Regions from separate parts of the Zea mays genome. Here region 1 is linked to region 2. Evidence: chromatin contacts called from public Hi-C data. All regions are on one chromosome and are shown on one strand. The core of a region is the stretch at or near the end of the contact, and the rest is flanking DNA. Distances in the headings are between cores, read along the strand shown.

The links. Hi-C and Micro-C count contacts between places; a contact is called where the count stands out from the background.
Region 1: a Hi-C map of tassel shows a contact between it and region 2, with 5 times the contacts expected there. The contact joins the promoter of LOC100193495 here to the promoter of LOC109943986 in region 2. A contact is called at or near these places in 6 of 25 Hi-C or Micro-C datasets (bundle sheath, ear, endosperm and 2 more).

What each region holds. Positions count from the first base shown.
Region 1 is chr2:35,328,203-35,330,902 of Zm-B73-REFERENCE-NAM-5.0, forward strand. It overlaps LOC100193495 (RNA-binding CRS1 / YhbY (CRM) domain protein), which reads right to left and starts at 1,328. Exons shown (of 4, transcript NM_001138609.1): 1 at 974-1,328; 2 at 290-602; 3 at 1-73. The coding sequence starts at 1,128.
Region 2 is chr2:35,050,117-35,052,816 of Zm-B73-REFERENCE-NAM-5.0, forward strand. It overlaps LOC109943986, which reads right to left and starts at 1,436. Exons shown (of 3, transcript XM_020548246.3): 1 at 900-1,436; 2 at 131-628; 3 at 1-58. The coding sequence starts at 996.

The sequences.
Region 1 (2,700 bases), core at 78-2,577, 280 kb after region 2:
GTGTAGGTTCTGATGGATCCTCTGGTTCAATTTTCTTCAGTGCCACAACAAGCCGCTCTTCCTTCTTTCGAGCCTTTATGGAAAATCCAAGAAAACATAAAACACGTTCAGGATAGAGCGATTACACACAAGAGAAGCAGTTTCTTGCTCGAGTGAAGGTTCACTAAATGCCAAATGGCGAATAGGAACATTGCAGATCAAGCTACCTCGCATGAACGCAAGCGAACTTGAATTCTTTGTTTTAAAGAACAACTGTTATCATATCAAAATCTGAAGGAATGCAACTTACTAGCTTCAGTTTGTACAAAATCTTCTCCTCTGCAGTCATTCTTTGAAACTCCTTTTTCTTTTTCCATCTCAAGGATTTCAAAAAATTTGTCACTGCCCTCCTTCCTTTCAGCTTTGTCCTCTTGGGTTTTAGTTCACTAGAACCATCAACCGGTACAGGCACTCCTGGATTCTGTTGTTGAGGCTCTGCAGTAGCCTGATTTCCGCTATTGACTGATGGACTCGTATGGATACAATGGCAGGCTTGAATGCTACAACTCTGCAACAACCTGAAGAACCTAGCATCTCGGTTGAAAACCTTGTGGAAAGTATAACTATAACAGAATCAGAACGTGCAAAAAAAAAAAACTGCAGACGTGCTTCAATAATGAACTGGTGCACCGCTGAGGATCAGAATGCGCTCGTCGGTATGGGTGCGCAGAGACAGATAAACTATAGACCACAAACGTAGAAACGTGGCTGAAAGCAATAAACTGTGTTCGAAGGTTCCCCTCCGGCATTTCAGCAAACACTTGATGCCCACACTATGCCCCGTGGAGGCTTTTACCGTTTTATCACAGACCAACGGCACAGGAGCGACCGAAAGCAAAGTCTAGGCATGAGGTCACAAAATCTGCATCGACCACTTAATAGTAGTAATGAGGGGGAGGGGGAGGAGGATCAGTGGGTTTTGTCTGACTCTTACGATGGTGAGCTGCGCAGACGCGCGAGCAGCTCCAGCGTCCCATGGGAAGACGCCGAGTCCCCACCGTGAGACGGCGGGCAAAGCGAGCGAGGCCGTGGCGCCTGCCGCTGCCACCACCTCGTGTGCCGACGGAGCACGAAGAGACGGCTGGCCATCACCGGGCAGCAGGGCGCACGCAGGTAGGAAGCGCGAGAGAGCGTGATGGAGAAACCACACCGGCGCCCAGGGCCGAAGCGCGCGGGAGCTACGCCGACGGCGGGGAGGCGGGAGCACCGCCGCCGACGCCGACGCCGACCGCGTGGTGGGGGTTCCTGCGCTGCGCGGCGCGACCGTGCGGGTGGGGCATTGCGTCGCGTTGCGGCGCGAGAATTCTGCTGGAGCGCAGCGGGGAAGCTATACTATAGCTGCGTGATCGGGACGAGACGGCGCCACGGGCTCTCGGCCGTGTGGGCCGTGTAAAAAAAAGCATAGATGCGGGCCGTGTCTGGCTTGGCCTAGCCTAGCCTAGCCTAGCAGCCCAGGCCAGTGTGGATCGGAACGCTCCGCGTGGGCTTCCTCCGGCAGAGGCTTCAACTGTGGCGGTGGCCTGAGGAGTGAGGAGGACTGCCTGGCCCTGACTCTGTTTCCGTTTCTTGTTGATTTAGAAAGGTGGGAAAAAAGTTTACCAGTGTCGAGGAGTTATGGGAGAAATTGACTGACGGATACAGGTGATTAGAATCATTACCGAATAGCTCGAGGCCACCTTCTCTGCGTGCTAGTTTGAGAGGCACAAAATCGAAATTTTTTTAAAGGGGTTAGAATCTCCTTAGGGCTTGTTCGGTTGTCCAGGATTGGACCTAAATTTATTCCACCTTATGAAATCTTATATAAAATAGGTAAACAATCCAGACAGTAATAGTTCCAGGCCATCATTCCTGAGGAAGCGAACAGCCCCTTATCCAAAATATCGGTCTTCTTATTCAAAATACCCATCGGTTTTGTGCTCCACGAACTAGTCCTGAGTGATCCAGCCCTTGAGCACCCTGAAGGTAGTCAATGAAAGAGGAGAGGGGCATCACGCGCTTGGTCAATCCGACACCGTCGGGTTTCTATGACTAATTTTCAGTCACTCCATTTTGTTCCATTTTAGTTTACAATTTACTAAATACGGAAACCAACATTTTAATTTCTGTATTTTTTTATAATTTAGACACAGAAATAGAATAAAATAAAAAGCCTAGAAATTAATCCGTAGAAACCAAACGTCTCCTAAGCAAAGACGATTGATCCAATCAAGGCACCTGCAAATGCCTGCATGTTGACAAATGGATAAGCAAGGCGATACCCAGCCCAGTCCACCCCAAGACATTCGGTAAAGGCACCGAGGACCTTTGAACAGGGTAGGGGGAGTTGAAGCCTTCTCGTGGCGTGGCGTGGTCATACACCTGAAATGGTCTCATGGAGTTGAAATGTAAAGGTCCTTGTCAACCAGCCTTGACTCAGAGGGTACACTAGTGGTCACGGCGCTGACCAATCAGGCAGTACCAGAGCGGGGATGGAAAGATGGATTCGTCGCGTCTCTCGCATCACTGACCAATCCAACAGTAACTGAAACAAAAAACGCGGGAGGGAAGCCTTTATGCCCGGTCGAGCATGTCCAACGGCCGCCGCTCCATCATCAGAAGCTTGACGCGCGGCGCCCTAGTTCAGACGGTGCAGAGCTCGGTCGGTCGGGTCGTCGTCACGTC
Region 2 (2,700 bases), core at 186-2,685:
TGCGTGTTGGGGAAGATGTACGGACCGTCCTCGAAGTCCCCGTTCTTCAGCATATTATCTGCAGGAAAATTTAGCCATTCCTTCAGCGTCTCGTGGCTTCGGTTCGGAAGGTGCTAGAGAGAAATCTCACTCTTGCTGCTCCGAGGAGTCGGCATGGTCTTAATGGCAAACAGATCGATGAGGGGGCCGCAGGCTGCGTCCTCGGCGACGCCGGGGTTGTGGACGATCAGGGTCACGACGCTGCCCGCGGCCTGGAAGGCCCAGGAGTAGGAGTCCCACCCGCTGCTGGTGTAGACCGTCTGGATCGGGAGTACGTCCGACTCGGGGGCGACCGTCACGTTGAGCTGCTCGGCCTGGGCGCAGGTGCGCGCCGCGCTGAAGGTGATGGAGTAGCGCGCGCCCGGCGTCACGGCGAGGCGCTGCTGGATGGATGCCTCGTTCCCCAGCCGCACGGCGTACGCGCCCTCCGGCACCGGCAGCAGCATGTCGCCCTGCTTCTGGCCCGACCCGATGTACTCCACGTACCCGGAGATCTCCCAGTGCGGTATCGCGTTGCGCCCCATCACCCTCGTGCCGTTGAGCTGCGACTTGGGCGGCGCCTCCTCGAAGTTGCCGTTCGGCAACAGGCCTGAGCATGAACCATTGAACCGCGCAGTTAGAACTGACATTTCAGCTTAGCAAACACCTTGGCAATGAGACGCCAGTAGGCCACGCGCCTAATCTGAATTCTGAACTAGCATCGTTAGAAATGGATCGGACTGCAGGAGATGATCCCCGGCCCCCAATTTCAGTTTGACAATAAAAGTATAGCTCGAAAGAAAAATCAAACATAAGCTACGAACTAGTTGTTTACGGCGTGGAGAGAGTTCACGAAACACAGCACAGTTGCCACCTCTTACCATCCTGGATCGCAGAAGCCGCTCGAGCCGCCAAGCAGACGATCAAGAGCAGCGCAGCTCGACGGGCGTCCGGCACTGCATCGCTTCCCCTTCCCATCGTCTACCTTCTCCGGCGCAGGAAGGAAACCACCACAAGTCCACAACGCTCGAACGCAACTGAGATACGTACGTCAGGAACCTATGAGCACACTGAGTTCGTGTCGATAGCTATTTTCAAGCTTGCACTTATAGGGGGACGTGTGGCGTAGAGAACTCTGTCTCGTCGTTGGAACACCCAATCATGGCAGCGATGTTGGCCTGGCCGAGGCGCGTCCTCGTCAGGCCGACAGAGCGAAACGTGCGCCGGATCCGCGGGCGCTTCCACGAACGAGGTGGTTAGCAGCGCATCACCGGCGGGTCCTGACTCCTGACACCTGAAGCGCGGTGTGGGTAAGGAATGGCCGTTCGACCTCCTCTCCTCGGCCGGGTGGTGACTGGGGACGGCGTGCTTGGTACGCCCGCGTGCTCTCACATGGCCGTCCAGAATCACGGAGTTGTTTATGGCCCATTTCAGAGCTCGGGGTCGGGGGTAGTACCAAGGCGCCGGGCAAGTGCAGACTGCAGAGCTAGTGCTCGACGCACCGCCAGTTATTTGCGCTCCCAACCTCAAGTTCGCTCCTACGGTAGCGAAACTAATCACAGCTTTAAAGAGTCAGAGAAAACGGAATGATTATGTTGGACCCGAATCGGGACCAAACATTAGGGTTTGTTCTGTTTGATGGTCTCTCTGTGGTGACAGACGGTCATATTACGGGGCTAGACGGTCTGTGATCGTGCAGCAAGAGTGCACGGTAGAGTTGGACGATCCGTCCCTAGGGTCTGATGGCCCACGCGTGCACGAAGGCAACGGCGGCGGTCGTCTACAACACCTAGATCTCGTCTTCTCGAAATAATCCCGTCAGGGAGGAGCGATTATAAGGTTTGCTTTATAGTCGGTAGGACACTCAAGACGTCTCAAGACGACGTAGAGTCACAGAGAGGTAAAGACGTAGATAAAAAAGACTAATTACTGCTGCTCCTAGAGCAAGAAAGTAAGACATTGATAAATAATTTGATTGGTTCGATCGGTGAAGCGCACTATCAATTGTACTCCATATATATATGGATCTGTGTCGGGGGAATGACCCCCGGACCCTAGGACCCACATGTTAATGAGCGCGCTAAGGAAAGAGCCCCTAATCACTGGGACCCGTTAGTCAATCCGAAGAGATAGATGTGCCAACCCTGGAAGGACTCGTTCTCGGTCGATACCCCGCGACACCGAGCTTGGGACCGTGCATGGTGGAGCCTGACAAGGGAGGACAGGTGTGTCGGAAAGGAACTACTCGAGTGGATCTCGCACCCGGCCTCGGACTGGCCCGCCATAAATGACTGGCCGCATTAATCAGGCCTGGCACCGAGTGACAGCGTGGGCACGGTCCGCTTCCCACTCATGACCTATGAACCCCTCGGGCCGCATAACACTCATGACCCCCCCGAACTGCGATGCATTAACAGCCCACGCGCCCCTCAGTCTACGACGAACTCATGGCCTATCGAGCTAGGCCTAAGTGCGCACACCTCCCACATGGCACTACATGACGGGCTACACCTAGATCCAGGCTACGAAAGTCAGGGGTCGACGTAGCCGAAATAATGACGCCTTGGACCATCGCCGCCCCCACGTCATCCGCTACATAAAATACGCGACAACCAGGCACCCCTGGGCCCCACGAGTACGGATGGACTCACCCAGGGTAAAACGTTGCCTTACGACTCCTTC